Linked DNA regions of Mus musculus: all the other regions are linked to region 1. A link is a contact called in public HiChIP or PLAC-seq data. All regions are on one chromosome and are shown on one strand. Each heading gives the region's core, a stretch centred on a gene start, on an enhancer-like site or on the middle of the called end of the contact. The rest is flanking DNA. Distances are from core to core; before and after follow the strand shown. Region 1 holds the start of Cox10 (heme A:farnesyltransferase cytochrome c oxidase assembly factor 10). Region 2 overlaps Pmp22 (peripheral myelin protein 22). Region 3 has its middle 36 kb from the start of Gm29851. Region 4 has its middle 3.3 kb from the start of Gm29851. Region 5 has its middle 34 kb from the start of Gm30305. Region 6 has its middle 52 kb from the start of Gm40016.

Evidence for each region. HiChIP or PLAC-seq counts read pairs in DNA pulled down with a chosen protein or histone mark.
Region 2: a contact with region 1 is called in an H3K27ac HiChIP or PLAC-seq map of microglia, with 4 times the contacts expected there. The contact joins the enhancer-like site here to the promoter of Cox10 in region 1. A contact is called at or near these places in 2 of 39 promoter capture datasets (the 3T3-L1 cell line and pre-B cells) and 3 of 115 datasets of contacts at active chromatin or transcription factors (the NIH/3T3 cell line, embryonic stem cells and microglia).
Region 3: a contact with region 1 is called in an H3K27ac HiChIP or PLAC-seq map of differentiating embryonic stem cells, with 5 times the contacts expected there. The contact joins the enhancer-like site here to the promoter of Cox10 in region 1. A contact is called at or near these places in 4 of 39 promoter capture datasets (cranial neural crest, frontonasal cranial neural crest, hippocampal neurons and 1 more) and 7 of 115 datasets of contacts at active chromatin or transcription factors (cardiomyocytes, differentiating embryonic stem cells, double positive thymocytes and 4 more).
Region 4: an H3K4me3 HiChIP or PLAC-seq map of embryonic limb bud shows a contact between it and region 1, with 3 times the contacts expected there. The contact joins the enhancer-like site here to the promoter of Cox10 in region 1. A contact is called at or near these places in 9 of 39 promoter capture datasets (the 3T3-L1 cell line, 3T3-L1-derived adipocytes, cranial neural crest and 5 more) and 3 of 115 datasets of contacts at active chromatin or transcription factors (embryonic limb bud, embryonic midbrain and stem cell-derived neural progenitor cells).
Region 5: a contact with region 1 is called in an H3K4me3 HiChIP or PLAC-seq map of neural progenitor cells, with 5 times the contacts expected there. The contact joins the enhancer-like site here to the promoter of Cox10 in region 1. A contact is called at or near these places in 3 of 39 promoter capture datasets (cranial neural crest, frontonasal cranial neural crest and liver) and 4 of 115 datasets of contacts at active chromatin or transcription factors (bone marrow-derived macrophages, embryonic limb bud, neural progenitor cells and 1 more).
Region 6: an H3K27ac HiChIP or PLAC-seq map of differentiating embryonic stem cells shows a contact between it and region 1, with 5 times the contacts expected there. The contact joins the enhancer-like site here to the promoter of Cox10 in region 1. A contact is called at or near these places in 9 of 39 promoter capture datasets (the 3T3-L1 cell line, cranial neural crest, embryonic stem cells and 5 more), 4 of 484 Hi-C or Micro-C datasets (cerebral cortex, cortical neurons and liver), 12 of 115 datasets of contacts at active chromatin or transcription factors (craniofacial prominence, differentiating embryonic stem cells, embryonic forebrain and 6 more) and 1 of 9 other capture datasets (embryonic stem cells).

The regions. Positions count from the first base shown.
Region 1 is chr11:64,078,187-64,080,773 of GRCm38.p6, forward strand. It overlaps Cox10 (heme A:farnesyltransferase cytochrome c oxidase assembly factor 10), which reads right to left and starts at 1,286. Exons shown (of 7, transcript NM_178379.3): 1 at 1,150-1,286. The coding sequence starts at 1,192. It overlaps 2810001G20Rik (RIKEN cDNA 2810001G20 gene), which reads left to right and starts at 1,298. Exons shown (of 2, transcript NR_033780.1): 1 at 1,298-1,591.
Region 2 is chr11:63,150,296-63,152,882 of GRCm38.p6, forward strand. Pmp22 (peripheral myelin protein 22) reads left to right here. Exons shown (of 5, transcript NM_008885.3): 4 at 824-964. Among named protein-coding and RNA genes, the nearest start is that of Pmp22, 20 kb to the left of the region's middle. Within about 2 kb of position 1,311, at least 15 of the 459 cell types and tissues checked have an H3K27ac peak or open chromatin away from gene starts, as enhancers often do. A contact at or near this core is called in microglia, where this site is marked.
Region 3 is chr11:63,212,973-63,215,559 of GRCm38.p6, forward strand. No RefSeq gene overlaps it. Among named protein-coding and RNA genes, the nearest start is that of Gm29851, 36 kb to the right of the region's middle. Within about 2 kb of position 1,284, at least 13 of the 459 cell types and tissues checked have an H3K27ac peak or open chromatin away from gene starts, as enhancers often do. A contact at or near this core is called in differentiating embryonic stem cells and embryonic stem cells, where this site is marked.
Region 4 is chr11:63,252,091-63,254,677 of GRCm38.p6, forward strand. No RefSeq gene overlaps it. Among named protein-coding and RNA genes, the nearest start is that of Gm29851, 3.3 kb to the left of the region's middle. Within about 2 kb of position 1,306, at least 24 of the 459 cell types and tissues checked have an H3K27ac peak or open chromatin away from gene starts, as enhancers often do. A contact at or near this core is called in embryonic limb bud, where this site is marked.
Region 5 is chr11:64,751,699-64,754,285 of GRCm38.p6, forward strand. No RefSeq gene overlaps it. Among named protein-coding and RNA genes, the nearest start is that of Gm30305, 34 kb to the left of the region's middle. Within about 2 kb of position 1,308, at least 8 of the 459 cell types and tissues checked have an H3K27ac peak or open chromatin away from gene starts, as enhancers often do. A contact at or near this core is called in neural progenitor cells, where this site is marked.
Region 6 is chr11:63,411,157-63,413,743 of GRCm38.p6, forward strand. No RefSeq gene overlaps it. Among named protein-coding and RNA genes, the nearest start is that of Gm40016, 52 kb to the right of the region's middle. Within about 2 kb of position 1,310, at least 45 of the 459 cell types and tissues checked have an H3K27ac peak or open chromatin away from gene starts, as enhancers often do. A contact at or near this core is called in differentiating embryonic stem cells, embryonic stem cells, neural tube and 2 more, where this site is marked.

The DNA of each region.
Region 1 (2,587 bases), core at 36-2,535:
CCACCCTTCCACTTCCTGCCCTGGTTTATGAGCCAGAAGGTACCTTTGAGATCACCTAGCTCAGTTACCTTATTATAGACGCGTAAATGTTTCATTAAAGAAAGTCAAATGATCTGCACTGGGATCATACAAACGCACGGGAGAAAAGAGCTCTACAGAAGCACAGTGATCACCACAGTCAGCCAGACACAGTGGGCAGTGTGTAAGTGACAGGGAGGCCTACAGGATGGTTCTGGGCTGTGAGAAGGTACACAATGGCTTCCACTATCTTGTCTGTACTATAGATCACTTTGCCACCATCCATGGATACTAGTCACAAAACCAACCTCCTCTTTAAAATTTCTACCAGCACAATCTCATTCATTCACAAATGACTGAGCATCACCAATGCACATAGGCATTGCTCTGGGCATGAGGGATACAGTGGTGAACCAGGGAGACAGACTATCTTTACTTTCACAAAGTGTTTCTCTTACTGGGAGGAACACACTAAATTGTTGCACATCTGTACTGCAGGTGTGAACAATTACACCGTGTGTTATTCATGATAAATTAATATGATATAAGAAAAGAAGGATAAAGACTCCTATTTTAGTTAGAGTGCTAAGGTTGGCCTCCCTGAAAAGGTAAAATATAGGAGCTTTTCAAGAGTTTGTGATAAACACACATCTGTCAAAAGTCCTTCTGATGGAAGGAGCCATACTGATGGTACAGCGCTGGCTCAATGGGATTCAGTTGGCAGTTATCATTATCATGGTGATTAAGGTAACACTTTAAGCTGGAAGACAGCTCCTTAACGGGGGGGGGGGGGGGGGGGAGGTGCGCTTCTTGTCATTAAAAGGCGGTGGCCAGGAACCGCGGCTCTCATGTGCCAGGCTTGTGGAGCCCCATGGTTTATCCTGTCCCTCCATCTTGCACTGTCTGAAACTCCAAAGAGCACGGGATATCAAGCCTTAGGGACCACCTGGCCTACGGTGCAAAGCTGGTCCACAATACTTGGCCTCGTCCCTTCAGGTGACCCTAAAGGTCACCTCCCTGCCAAGTGACAAGCCAAGGGCTTCCAAGGTTGCAGGCGGCCGGCAACACGGTACCGCACATGGCAAAAAAGAAAACAATTCGTCCACGATCATTCCCAACCGGGTACAATACCTGTGAGGAGGCGCGAGGAAATGGTGTGCGGGGACGCGGCCATAACGTACTGGTGCAGCAGTCCCCAGGACCCCAGGACGCCTCTCACCTCACCGGCTCCTGGGCGCCGCCATCTTGCTAGCCCGCCCTCTGAGTGAGGCGGGACTTCCTCTTGTCACTTCCGGCTCCCAGCGCTCTCTGAAAGCTAGGCTAGCGGAGCTTATAAAGATCGGATGGTAGAGCTTTCGCTTTCCCCTCAGACGCTCCAGATGTAGACTAGGTGAGCTCTCTGCCCGGGAGGGACAGATCGTCGGAGCCCGCGGGCGGAAGGCGAGTCGTGGCGGGGTTAGGGCTCTGGAGTCCGGCCCGGCCCGGCAGTCCCCTGAGCTTGAAAGAATTGAATGCCTCCTCAGTTGTCACCCAGGCTGATCTTGCGCAGGCTGTTGGCTTCTCGTGGAGTTTGGTAAGTAAAAAAACGAGGAAGAAAGAAACTCATTAAAAGAGCAAAACATGACTTACAAGGGCAGTTTGTGTTTGCTTTCAGCGATGAGGTGAGATCTCTGTGGTTCACCTCAGGTGCTGATCAGGGGCCACTGAGACAGGAGTTTGTGTAAGAGCACGCACTGTGTCTCTGCAGCAAGAACTGGTCATGGTGAGCGTCATCCCGATAGGGATAAGGTAGAAAGCGCTATGGAATGAGGTTAGCATTTCTGTGAAGTAGGCTAAAGAAAGGCTTTGAAGAGCCAACTTGCTGCTCAGTAGAAGGAACTGTGAGAGTTTTCCAGTTTACCAGGAAGACAGAGCAGAGAATGGGATTTTCTGAGGCCCATCACAGTTCATCACTGTGGACCTAGGATAATGGTTGTCCCCATCAAATTAATCTTAGACTAAGGAAGAAGAGGATGGATTTCTGGTGAATAACTGAAAAGTTAACAACTGTTCAATCCACTGTTTTTCGAGCACTTTGAAATGCTGTGTTAAGTGAAATATTACAAAGTACAAACCTTAAATCAACAAATGAAAAGCACAATTTGGGATCTAATCACACCAACAGTGAGTGCTGCTTAGGGGAGGCCTTCTGCTTTACAGCTATCTTGGTTAATTAGACCCACTGTTCCTGGAACTCTGATCATCATAAATAAGTTAGCCCTTTACAAACTAGATCTCAGATACCTAACTCAATGGTTACATGGTATGGAACCTGAGGGCTAGAGAGATTGCGTGATTCAAACTGTAGATTGTATAGCAGTCTACTGTACTTCCTATCTCTTTATAGTTGTCTCTTAAAATTTGTGTTATAAAACCAAAAAGTGATAGGACTGTACACCTATAAGATGGCTATAAACAAAATTAATCAATAGCAGGAGTTAACAAGTTAGTGAAGAAGTAGGAATCCTGATACATTGTTTATAGGAATATAAAATATTGTAGCCACTTTGGAAAAGCAGTTTAGGTGTTC
Region 2 (2,587 bases), core at 61-2,560, 930 kb before region 1:
GGGATCTCTTTGGGGGATGCTAACTTAGTGAATACTGGTTATGAACTATTATTTTTAGAATGTAGTAGAAGGGTTCCAACAAGCCCTTCAGAGGTCCATATTGTGTGTGTCGGGGGTGATCTTTGAATATTGGGAAGCAACAGATATTACCCAAACCCTCAAGCACATATACACAGAGATGTGCCTTGGTTACTATGGGGTTGTGGCTCAGTGAGTAGAAACTAATATAAATCAAAGACGCACTCAGAACACAGCAACCACTGAGGACCCCGCACCCTGCATCCTGCAACCCCCACCCCTCACACTGCAGTGTGGACTGTTTCTGCTCATGATGGTGGCTAGCTGGGAGCTGCCTCACACCGCCACTTCCTGCTACTGTCCCCCTTGTGATGGAGAACTATACTACACACAAACAGCCAGCCCAGGAAGAGCTCCGAAGTCTAAGTGTGAACAGCCCTGTATTACCTTTTTGTCGTAAAGTTGAAAATTACAGCTTAGATTATACAAGTCCTGAATTGTCTGCTAGCTTAAGCAGCACGTTTGGGAGAAAGAAAAAAAAAAACTTGGAAGGCAGTTCAGTATATTTCAAATGGCACTTAACTCCTACTAGCAAACAGCTTTCCCATAGCCCTTTCCAGAAATGTCCAGGGTTTGATAAGAAAAGATGGCTTGTCAATTGTCTTTTTTAAATGCAGGAATGAATTGTTTTCACCAGGTTGGTGGCTCAGCCAGCCAATCCGGCTTCCTTGTTCCCACATGCCCTATGGCAGGTCCTCCTGGCCATTCCCAGGCTTGTCTAACCAGGTCTGGTTTCTTCCCCCAGAATGGCTGCAGTCTGTCCAGGCCACCATGATCCTGTCTGTCATCTTCAGCGTCCTGGCTCTGTTCCTGTTCTTCTGCCAGCTCTTCACTCTCACCAAAGGCGGCCGGTTTTACATCACTGGATTCTTCCAAATCCTTGCTGGTAAGTTGTAGATGGTGACGTTCATATGGGTCTTGAAGGACTTGTTCCCCAAGGGATGGATGTGTGTGAATTGGACTATTGGATGTTTATCCCAAAACGTTTTCTCTCTGTGTCTCTCTGTGTGCCTTTCTGTCTCTTTCTCCCATGATCTCATCTCTCTCTCTCTCTCTCTCTCTCTCTCTCTCTCTCCCTCTCTCTCTATTTCTCTCTCTCTCTCTCTCTCTCTCACACACACACACACACACACACATTTGAAATTGCAAATGTTCCATTGCTCTGTGGAATGAGACACATATAAAAAGAATCGTGTGCTCAAGAAGAAAAGCCTCCAACATGTCAGATCTATCACCAGGAATGAAGCTTACAATATGGGCACATCATTAGAGGTAAATGCCAAAGCAGTCTCTTTTCTACAATGCCATATTAGTGAATATTCACCAAGTCTAGACATTATACTTGATCTTAGCCCAAAGGCCTAGGAGAGGAGCTCTGAGGTCCAGTGATAAGGACCCATGTGACCCGAGTGGCCTCTGAGTTAAGGGACTTCCCTTCAGGCGGACATTCTTCGAGTTCCCCTAACTGTTTAGAAGTCTGCGTACTGTGGTACTTGCTTTTACACCTTTGCTTCAACTTTGAGCTCAATGTGAACATTCTAGAACACCGCCTCAGATGCCTCTGGCTTTAAAAGCACATGATTTGCTTATACTTAGGCCCTTTGAATCTAGCTGCTCGTCTCTCATGAGACTTGTTTTCAGCCACAAGTCGTCAGCTGAGTGGCCCTTACGGTAAATAAGCTATCTGGAGTTGGAAATGTTGAAGTGAAAGTGGCTGGAATTTCCTAAGAGTGCTCTGTTCTCAGTCGTTAACTCCTGTCAAAATGATCTGAAGGGAGCTCTCCTAGGAATCCTGGGTTTCCAGAATGTTCATTGAAATTGCTGGTAGATCTTTCTACTCAAATTGAAAACCAAGGAATGGGGCTTTATCTAAAGACCTCAGATTCTCTCAGAATACCTCAGATTCTCTCAGAGTACCTCAGATTTTCTCAGAGTGTGATAATTCTAAGTCAACCTTGTGGGCTTTCCCTCCCCAGATCATGATGTTTATGAAGAAGGTAGAAGCTGGAGGGAAGATGGGGGTAGCATGGGTGGAGGTGAGAATTAGTACACACTTGGGAAATAACAGTTTAACATCAAGGAAGAATTAGGAAAAACTCAAGCACCTGGGGAAGGAAAGAGAAAGGGAGGTGGAGAAGGAGGCAGAGGAAGGAAGAAGTAGTCTCATGGTGGCATGTGTGTGGCTGCCACAGTGGACAGCTACATTCGATGAAGGGCAGGTCTTCAGAGCACTGAAGCACATTAAGTGGAAATCAATAGGGAATCCATTGAGTTTCAGAAGAAGATACTGTTACAGGTATCATCGCTGCTTCCTTTTTGAAAATTAATTTTTAATTTTTAAGCTCTTATTTCTCCCTTTTTATTTGTTTTCTACGTATGGAAGTTTTTCAGAATGCATGCATGCATGCATGTATGTATGTATGTATGTATGTATGTATGTAAAGCATGTCATGAATAGTTCTGAGGCAGCCAGAAGAGAGCATTGGATCCTCTTAAACTGGGAGTTACA
Region 3 (2,587 bases), core at 34-2,533, 870 kb before region 1:
CAGTTTGCATTTTGCACAAACATTGTGCAAATTGTTCACAATTGTCCATTTTAAAAGATCTTCCCCCTCCATAATTTCAAGAAAAAATTAGAACAGCGATGATTTTTACAGAGATTCCCCTATTCTCTTCCTCTGCAAGCTTCTTCCTTACTTGGTCAGTACCTCTCCAGGAGAGTGGTGCGGTGTACAGGTAAGAAAAAGAATCCAGCCTGAAGCAGATCTTTACTCCTTGACAAAGAGTTGCATTCTGCAAATGCAGTACCCAGTCTGTCCACTGGGCGGCGGGTACAGCCACGCAATGTCCAGGGCAGGTTAGCTGTGGCGGGCTGAGTGGAAAGGCTTTCTAGGAAATGAAATATTTCTGCTCTGCACAGCTAGCTCATGGTCAATCTGATGGTTTTGTTTGTTTGATTGTTTGTTTTTGTTTTTAAATTTGCAAGCTCCTAGATACTTGAACAAGCCTATCTCTGCTTATAACATGAAAGAGACAAGCAATAGAGCGATGTTAAGAGATGAGAGAAGGTCCCCCAAAAAGCGGACAGCTGCAGGCAGCTCCATTGGAACAAAAGACCAGGAAGAGTCTGGGATCCACTTGTCCGGCAGCCCACGGCCACCTAGGCACTCTGGGTAAGTTAGGGAGACCACAGTATCAGGGACCAGCCAGCTAGAAAATTCCACCACAGCTGACTAACCAACGGCTTATTTATGCAGTTTACATGTGAGGTATGCATCTGGCCTGCTAGGAAGGGAAAAGAAAGTTCAGAATTGAGAATAAATATACGTTAATTTTTTAATTAAAAAAAAAAACAACAACCAAAAAACATTTTTTTTTTCCTTCTCAAGTCAATTCACACTAGGCTCTCAGAAAGTTAGACCTTCAGGGAAGACCTAGCTTGCCAGTGGATATTCATCCATGAGAACCTACTCTTGAGAGGACGTTCGATTCAGTTCTTCATCGTGGTATATGTCATGGTATATGTCCATAGCTCCAAGTCCTTGAATGGCCCAGGAGTAGGAAAAGAGACAGTATCAGCGTGCTCAGTGAGTGCTGGCGATGGGCGGAGTTCCGGAAGTGTGCGCCTTCCTTCAAGCATTCCGCTCTTCCGACTGATGACAACCTGCCAGGCTCCAGGGATGCCTCCATAACAAAGCACCTCGCGGACTTTGTGTTTAAGTGGGAGGTGCAGACTGAGGAATACAGCATCATCCAGTGAGAGTTAACTGCTCCAGAGGCGGTTGTGCGGGCAGGAAGAGGCCAGTGTGTGTAGGGGTGGGGTGGGGGTGGGAGGGAGAGTCGAACATTTAAATGTTGCTCCAAGGCATCTGCCTCAGAGGATATCCCTGCTGGGTGAGGTCACTGGGTGAGGAAATCCCGCCCTCAAAGCCTCTTGCCCAAGCTGCTGATTTCACTTGCGCATGAGTTTGATCAGCACACCGTTCGATCAGCACAGAGGTCTGACTGCATGAGGCATCTTTATTAATTGTGGACTCTCAGAAATTTCTACCCAGTGAGTTAATGAGAGCCAGGGAAGCGCTGGCTCTGCAGTGAGCCTTAGGTTAGTGCAGCACTCAGGTTCACAACATGTAGGTCAGGACCCCTGGGGAAATCAATGACCCTTTCACAGGGGGTCCCTAAAACCATCGGAAAACACAGATATTTACATTATGATTCTTAACAGTAGCAGAATTAGTTATGAAGTAGCAACAGAATTAATGAACAGAAGTTCATTGGTGTATATCTCTCTATGAAGTCATGACAAGCCGAGACCAGAGAAGAAAGCAAGGTGCACCAATGCCAGGGTGTCATCAGTGAAGACCAGCAAGGTGAACCCCAATAAAGGCTAGCAAAGTGAACCCCGATAAAGACCAGCAAGGTGAACCCCGATAAAGGGCAGCAAGGTGAACCCCGATAAAGGACAGCAAGGTGAACCCCGATAAAGACCAGCAAGGTGAGCCCCAATAAAGACCAGCAAGGTGAACCCTGATAAAGACCAGCAAGGTGAACCCATGCCAGAGCATCATCCACTGTCTGTTGGCTATACTTACACTTTTTAAACATCACATGTGCTCTTAAGTCTCTGCTCCAGCAAACATCACATGTCCTTTCACCAGACAGCTTCCAGAAAAACACCACATGACACAACTGAATCTCCAACAAAACCAGAAAATTCCACTTCACCCAGGGTCAGGCTCAGGCTTTTTGTCAGTTTTCTCTCTTGAGGGTGAACTCAGGGGACCCATGAGAAATATAGAAACTCTTCTGAGAGAAGCCCCCATGACCTAAGGACGTCCCATTAGTTGTATCTCTTATAGGTCCTATTCCCTTTTAACATTGCCACAGTGGAACCAACCTTCCATCATGCAAGCTTTGAGGGACAAACATGTCCAAACACACCAATGCTTACCTCAGTAAGGAGCAAAGAGTTGCTGCATCCATTTATACTGGCAGCAGGTCATTTGTTTTGAGTGTTTCTGAACAAAGCTGTCAGGAAGTTAATGTGCTCTGTTCAACTGCACTTGAGTTGAGTCTGATGACCCCCCACCCCTACCCCAGCCAGATAGCTAATTTTAGAATGCATGCAAGGCT
Region 4 (2,587 bases), core at 56-2,555, 830 kb before region 1:
CGATGTTTCTACCTCTTATTATGAGGCCATCAGTCATTGGACTAGGGCCCCAGCCCAGTGACTGCACGTGTTTAATGAACTTTGCTTCACATGCAGTTGCATCTGTGAAGTATGTCTGTATCAGGGTTCAGATTGTCTCTCTGACTGTAGTCTCACCCAAGCAGACATTTGCACATCTGGACTCCTGTAGACTTTAGGAAGTCTCTGATTTTGAAAACCACAAAGACCGACCACATCAGAAACCTCAGATATGTGCTCTCACGGCCACAGGCTGGACAGTGACTTCCTCTCTAGTCCTAGACTAGACTTCCCTAGATTTCCTCTCTAGTCCTCCCTGCCGGGAACCCTCTGATATAGCTAGATCATTACCTGGGTGGCAGCTGTGAATGGGGCATTCCACTGCGGATAATTGTAGGCTCAGTCTACAAAAGAGGTGCTGAAAACCAAACAGGAAAGGAAGAGTGATGCAGGCATTGGAAGGGCAAGGCCAGAACACGAAGAGCCTGAGTGAGCCCTTACCCAGCAAGAACTGCCTTTACCCAGCATGCATTTGGCTGCTGATGCTTGCATAGGGTGACCTGAGTGTGCTTATTTTTAGTAACATATTCCACAGTAAGCTAGGCTTCCCACAACTGAGGTTGATGTTCAAGGGGAGTAGGAGAATGGTGTTTGGAATGGCTGCCCCCAGGTGAACAAAATTAAATATTGGCTGCTAGGCCAGATTCGAAGGAAGCTGTACAAACAGAACACCCCTTTCCATCCCCCCCACCCCCGCCCACCCTATTCTCTGTTTCAGTTTGATTTGGGACTTTTAATAGGATAATGGAAACTAAAAGCCTTTTTCCCCTTTGGTAAGATCTAAACAGTAGCAACGATAATATATGAGGCCACTGTAGGAATGCCATGTTAAGAAAAGGGGAAATGATGTATTTTTAAAGAGCTCTTACTTGGTTCTAACTTAAAAGCAACTGTGTACATTTCTTCCAAGTAATGTTTCCTTAATTATTCATTTTCCTTGGCACTAGTTAAAGAGCCAAGTAATGGCTTCTGTCTCTTTATATTTAGTCTATTATTGTTTGAAAAAGGCCAGGGGAAGGCCAGAGCAGTGCAAAAAAAAAAAATGATATTTGCTCTCCTTTTTTTTTTTTTTTATTACCAACAGCCAACGTAAAGGGTAATATAATCACCAGCAGCTGAGAGACAATGACATTTTTATAGGCCTTCTGGCAGCGCTGGAGTGTGAAAAAGCCTGACAGGTATTTGGCTTTTCCTGTCTGTGCCTCTGACTGCTGCATTTCTCATCAGAGTGACTGTTGACTGAGCTGGCCTGAGGCGGCCCCACGGATCCCTCCCAATAGCACCCTAGGAACAGGAATAACAGCTGTCCATTCACATCTGCCTAGGCTCTAGATGGCACACCAGGGCAAACCATCTGTAGGACTCAGTTCACATGGCCCTCCTGGCCCTTCCTGTGGCCCGAGAAAGAGCTTACTTAGACCCTGGAAAACTCTGAGGGTTGAGAAAGGCTTTCTTGGATTCTCCAGAGCTCTGAGGGCTGGAGAGGGTTTTCACTGCCTGGGATATCTCTCACTATCATTTGGACCATTTATTCTCACTGTGGTCTTTCTGTGGGGCCACCAAGCACCGGTTGGGCAGGAACCAATGGTTGTTCTGCCTTTTTGAGGGAAGACACTGCTTTCTTTGAGGCCTCAGTCTGGGTCTGAGCGTTGCCTGTGGGATCTTCTAAGAGGATCAACTGGAGACCTGGGTGGACAGCCCTGGAACTTAGAACTCAGCTGGCAATGGCGCCAGTTGTATGGAGGACAGCTGGGCCATTTGCTCGTCTTCATTTTACTCCTTTCAAATGTGCAAAGTACGGATGGCCCTGACTTACAGTGGTTGGATTTTCTATTTTCCTACCTTACAGTGGTGCAGAAGGAAAATGAAGTTGTTAGAAACCCATATCCGTAACAGGCCTGGCAGAAATGAAGATACTTCAAAGAAACCCTTGTATCTTTCAATCTGGCCATCAGGCTACTAAACAGCAGACTCCAAAGAGATGAACATTTCCCCAGGAGTCTCCTCATGCTGGGAGAAGGCAAAGGTATCACCCACAGGAGGCACTTGTCTTCCAGAAAGTGACTGCACATAGATAACACCATCAGACCACCTTGGAGGGTGAGACTGGAGTCCAGACAATGCCGGGCTGGTCGGTGGTGTTCAGGACCACACCTGGACCTTAGATGTGCATATCCTTGGCTCTCTTCAAGCTTTATTTTTACTTCCAGGCCCTGCAGACTAAGATGGACTTGGAGGGTATCTTTGTCCCTCTTCCCAAAGTGATCACATTGAGTAAACCTCTGTGTTCTGCTTCCCACCTTTAATTTGGCTTTTTATTGGCTCTACTTATTGAGGATGGTTGGCTGAACGTGACTTGAGGCATGGGCTGTGACCCCCATGTTGGATTTTGAAGATGGATGTTTTTCCTGGGCTGGCACTGGGTAGAAGGATGTCCTCTTACAATGCTGGGTTGCAGTAGGAAGCCACAGCTTCCATGTAAGCACTTGTTCATGGAGGAAGAATATGA
Region 5 (2,587 bases), core at 58-2,557, 670 kb after region 1:
CAACATCCACCATGGTACAGGCCTTCGACATCAATCACTAATTTACAAAAATGTACCACAGCCTTACCCATCTGATGGAGGCATTTTTTGTAACTGAAATTCCTTCTTCCCAAAATGATTCTTGCCTCTGTCGACTTGACATGGAATAGCTGGCATGCCAGTCACGGTCACACACACACACACACACACACACACACACACACACACTTGTAATTTCAGCACTTGGGAGGTAGAGGCAGGGGGCTTATAAATTCAAGGTCATCTCAGTTATATGAAACCCTGTCTTGAAAACCAACCAAACAATAAATTAAGTAAAATAAATGAATAGGAAAAAATGAACACAATGGGAAACGGGAAGGCAACTCAGAGGGAAGGTACCTATTGTGAAAACATAAAGACCTGAGTTTGGCTCACAAACACTCACATAAAAGACAAGCATGGTAGACTATACCTGAAACCCAACGTGCAGAAGCAGGAAAACCGGGAAGATCCTCAGAGTATATTGGCCAGCCCCTTTACTGAAATACCCAGCATCAGGTTCATTGAGAGACATGCTTCAAAAATAAAGTGGAGTGTCACAAAGGAAGACACAAGTTGTCAATCTCTGGCTTCCACATTCTGTGCATAGGTAAGCACATATACTAATTAATACACGCTAGATAGAGAAAGAGAGAGTACAATAATGACATTTATCTAAGCATAGCAATTTAAACATGAATGTTTTCCATAGGCTCAAGTGTTTGGACACTTGATCCCCAGTTGGTGGCGCTGTTTTAAGGAGGCAATAGGGAGGTGGCACCTTGCAGGAAGTAGATCACTGAGGTTAGGCTTTGAGAGTCCATTGCCTGTTCCCACTTCCAGTTTGCTCTGTGCTTTGTGCTTGTGGTCTCTCAGCTTCCTGCTTCTGCCCCCCATGCCTGCCATTTTCTGCCATGCCTGGCTGTCATAAAGGGGTTTTATTCATTTAGAACAATAAGCCTGAACGAACTCTCTCTTCCTTAAGTTACTTTGGGCATGGTGTTTTGTCATGGCAACAACAACAACAAAACAAAATAACTAATATACAGAGGAACGTTGTTTTAATACATATGGAATTATAAATATTATAAGTAAATAATCCAATGCATTTCCAAACATCAGCAGAAGCTCACAAAAGCTGGCTGAATAACACAGAATTAGCCAAAGCTTGGTCCTGGCAATTCCTACAAGGCTTTGCAAAATGGACGGAAATACCCCGAGCAGTTCTGTATCCAGAGTGTTGCCGTGCTTGTCTCCACAGGTTTCTGCGAGCTTAAATGCCATCACTGTCACTAACAGCTATGAGCCAGCAGGCAAGCAAGGAATCTTGGCTGAGTTGCAGGTGTCCCCTAGCACACCCAGCAGAGAGGATCCCTGGGCATCAAACAGTGAGCCTGCTGCTTACCGAATGACCTGCTCAACTGACAGAGTCAAACGAAAGTTTGTAATGCTCTGTTAAAATCAAATCTGAACAAAAAACATTCTTTTGTATCGTCCTTATTTATTCTTTTGTACCTAGAAAGCTCCATTCAAGACCTGCTTGTGTTCTGAATTGGTCCATGAAAAAAGCCTGGGAGGAAAGTATTTAGCAACTGGATGCATCAGACACAGCAGCTTAACTCAGAACGGAGTCAAGCTGGCATTTTCAATTTTAGATTCAGATTTGAGAGCAGCAGAGTTCACTGTTGCACAGCTTCATACATTTAAGATTCATGCTTTTCTTAGTCCTCCCTGGCACATTCTGGCCCTGCAAGGGAGCTTGGGAGAACTGGAGATCTGAACATTTAGAAGAAATGGGGTTTTGATACCTTTCTAGGTTCTTCGGTGGCACTTGAAAGGAAAAAGCAAGTACCCTGATGAACTTAACAGAAGGCCAAAGTGAAAGAAATGAAGGCAAGGGAAATAGGGAAGTGTTCAGGATGATGAATTGAGTCTTCGTCAAAAGAAATAGATTCTGAACTAACTGTGGAAAGTGTAAGATGTCTGTGTGGAGAGAGCCTGCCATTGACAACAGATGAATGGATGGGGCACTTCAAAGAAGGAATTTTCCAGCTGGGGCTCGCAGGAATCTTCAAAGCTGTTCCATATGAGATACCAGGAAAATACACTAATAACAAATAGAAACAAATATAATATGACTGGAAAAGAAATTTCCAGAGAGCTCTTTGCTCCATATAGCAAAGATACAATGTAGACTATTGTAGTGGCTTTTAAATATATTTATATGTAAAATTATTTTAGGTAAATCCCTAAGCAAGATTTTCTTTCTATTCCCAGAAGAATGGGTATAAAGCAAGTCTACAATAATCACAGGGCAAATACCCAAGAGACCATGGGGAAGTTAGTGAAATAAAGAAGCCAGAGCACAATGGCTTTGATGGGCAAGAAGAAAAATGTCCCCATGTGCCACCGCACTATTATGGATGAAACAGATCCCTTAACTGTAAGCAGGAGCCCAACCCGCTGAAACTTGAGAGGAAGCAGAGAGCCAGGATCAGGTGACTTCACCTCCTATATCTGTAGCTCTCAGCACAGTGGAGGATGGTCTTTCCTTCATGCCCTGCCTGCA
Region 6 (2,587 bases), core at 60-2,559, 670 kb before region 1:
CTGTGATATCTTCTTGAACAATGGTGACTTTATCCTGTTTTGTCATCTCTCATGTGACTTCCCAACAGCACAAACTCAAATGCTGTATTACCACTACCACGTAAGCGGATTATGGACCTAGATTTTTAGCCAGTGTCTCTGCTGGCACCATCTTCCTGTGACAAACCATTCAGTGATCTATCTCTTAATTTAACTTCTGGAAACCCTGCTTTCTCAACCTCAGAGTCAACAGTGCAACCCCCAAGCCACACCCTATTCCAGATGTGAACACTGTCACCTCATACACCGTTTTACTCAGTCCCTACTTTCTGGGCTTGCCTGTCCCCGCCTAAGTGTCTGCACTAAATCCTTTGGACGTGCTGGCTTTATGTCACTCTTCCTTGTTTCCAAGTGTTCTTCAAATTGTAACCTTGTCTGTCTTTTTCTCTGGTATTCAAAACTCTGGCAATCTATAAAACAGAAGCCAGCACTTGCCTTCTTCAGTATTTATGTGTCCTGGTCTTGTTGCTCCCAAGAGAGTAGAGTAGAGCAAGCTCACATGGCCCTTCAGGTGTATATATATTCATTTCATGCTTTGAGGTCCGTTTTACTTTGGACTCTGGAAATGTCCCCCACTGCCTGGAAGATGACATCCTTGCCTAGGATCCAGCTGCCGAATTTCCCCTCTGCCTTAATTCTATTTCCAGCCCCAGTGGGCCAGTCTCTTCCTCAGCCCTCCATCTTTCTTCCTGACCTCACAGTGACTAGGCCACAGAAGAGCAATACACAGTAACGACTACTAATATTTATTTAGGTTAACAGTGTGTGTGTGTGTGTGTGTGTGTGTGTGTGTGTGTGTGGACTGCTGCAAGCAATTTCTCTCATTTAATCGTCCCCAAACAAACAAAACAAACAAAACAAAACAAAGAGAGGCACCCTCCCCTCCCTTTAGGTCTGAGGTGGGTAAATGTTTTTTAGAAGGAAGCCTCAGAGAGCCCCGGCTACTTCCATGGAAACAAAGGCTGTTTTCAAACACCGTTAAGAAACTGTTTCTATCTTGGGCTTTCAATGACCCGGATTGTACATGTGTGGAGCCGGGAAGAAAGAAAGGAAAGAGGGATAAAAAAAAAAGTGCCACGGGAAGCTCTTCGTTTAATGCATTGGTTAATTAATCAATTAATTTTGGGTTATGCACAGGCACTTTCTTCTCCGAAATGTGGAAAAAGCGGGGCTTTGTGTGTGTCCCGGGAGCTCTCTGAAGCTGGAAGGTGCCACACAGGCCTCCGGCTTGGCTTCCCCTTTTCTCCCCAAGGCCCATCCTTAGGTATTTCAGTGTTGAATAAACAGGCCTGGAGTTGTGTGCCCAGTTCAGGACACCCTGCTGCGAGCATGTCCTTAATACCAACAATGCCACGCTTTTATTCCAAACTGACCCCACTGACCCCCAAAAGTTTGTTCCCTCAACTGGGTCTCCTTGGCCCTTTCATTCCCCTGAATTCCCTACACAAAGCCCTTGTCACATCCACAGTCCTCTCGAAACTAAACTGGGATGGGAAGAGAGGGGGAGTGGAAAAGAAGTTGAAAATAGCCAAACCTTGATCCTCCACCTAAAAGAGACTGAAGACATTAGCATGTTAAACCGTCTGCGCGGCTCGGCTTCCTCACCCACCCCCACCCTCACTGGAGCGCATTCTTTTCGAAAATCCTGAGAATTGGGGCCCAAGTCTCCGTCTGAAGGAGCGACAGGTCAGTGCAGATAAGAGACCCCACTGCGACAAAAGCTCTCCTTTACATCCGTGATTGTCGCAAGTTTCGAGGAAAACATTTACATTCCGAAAGGAAGGCTCTGGTTTTCAGTAGAGGAAAAAAAGATACTTGGGGCGTCGGAGTCGCTTTCCGACCCCTCCCCCAGCTTGTTTGTTTATCTTTGATCTTCAGGGGCAGTATTTCAAGGAAGAACAGCATCACTAGCTATGGGGAAAAAATGTGTTTTCTGCTTGTTTTTTTTTTTCTTTTTTTCTTTTTAATCTTTTAATTATCCAGTTCCTCTCTGCCACACACCCACCATGCGTGGAAAGTGCCGGCAACGCTGAGATGGAGCGACTTCAAAAAGGACTCTGACCTCCGTGGCCTGTTCCTTGCTTTCTGTTTTACTTTCTTCTGGCTCAGTGCAATGAGAGTCCGCCAGTACGAGAAAAGCAGAATACAGTTAAGTTTTTCCTCGAGTCTCAAGGAGTTCAACGCATGCATTATCTCGTTTGCTTCGATAGATTTATTTTAATCTCCCATCATGCATTAGCTCCTACAACCCTTTGACGCCAAGAGTCGCCTCTGAAGACATACAGTGACAATGAGAAGCCTTGTGATGTTTTGAGGATTCATGGGGATATTATGAATTGAAGACATCCCAGTTGGCAGGAAATTCACATGGATTTAACTATTTTAAAGAGAACAAGCGACAGGCAATTAGCATATTCACAACATTGTCAAACAGTGTTCTATTTAGTTCCAAAATATTTTCACCACCTCCAAATAAAATTATAGAACCATCAAAGAGTTGATCCTCACTGCTTCTTGTACCAGTTCCATGGCTTTAACAGTCCAGGAC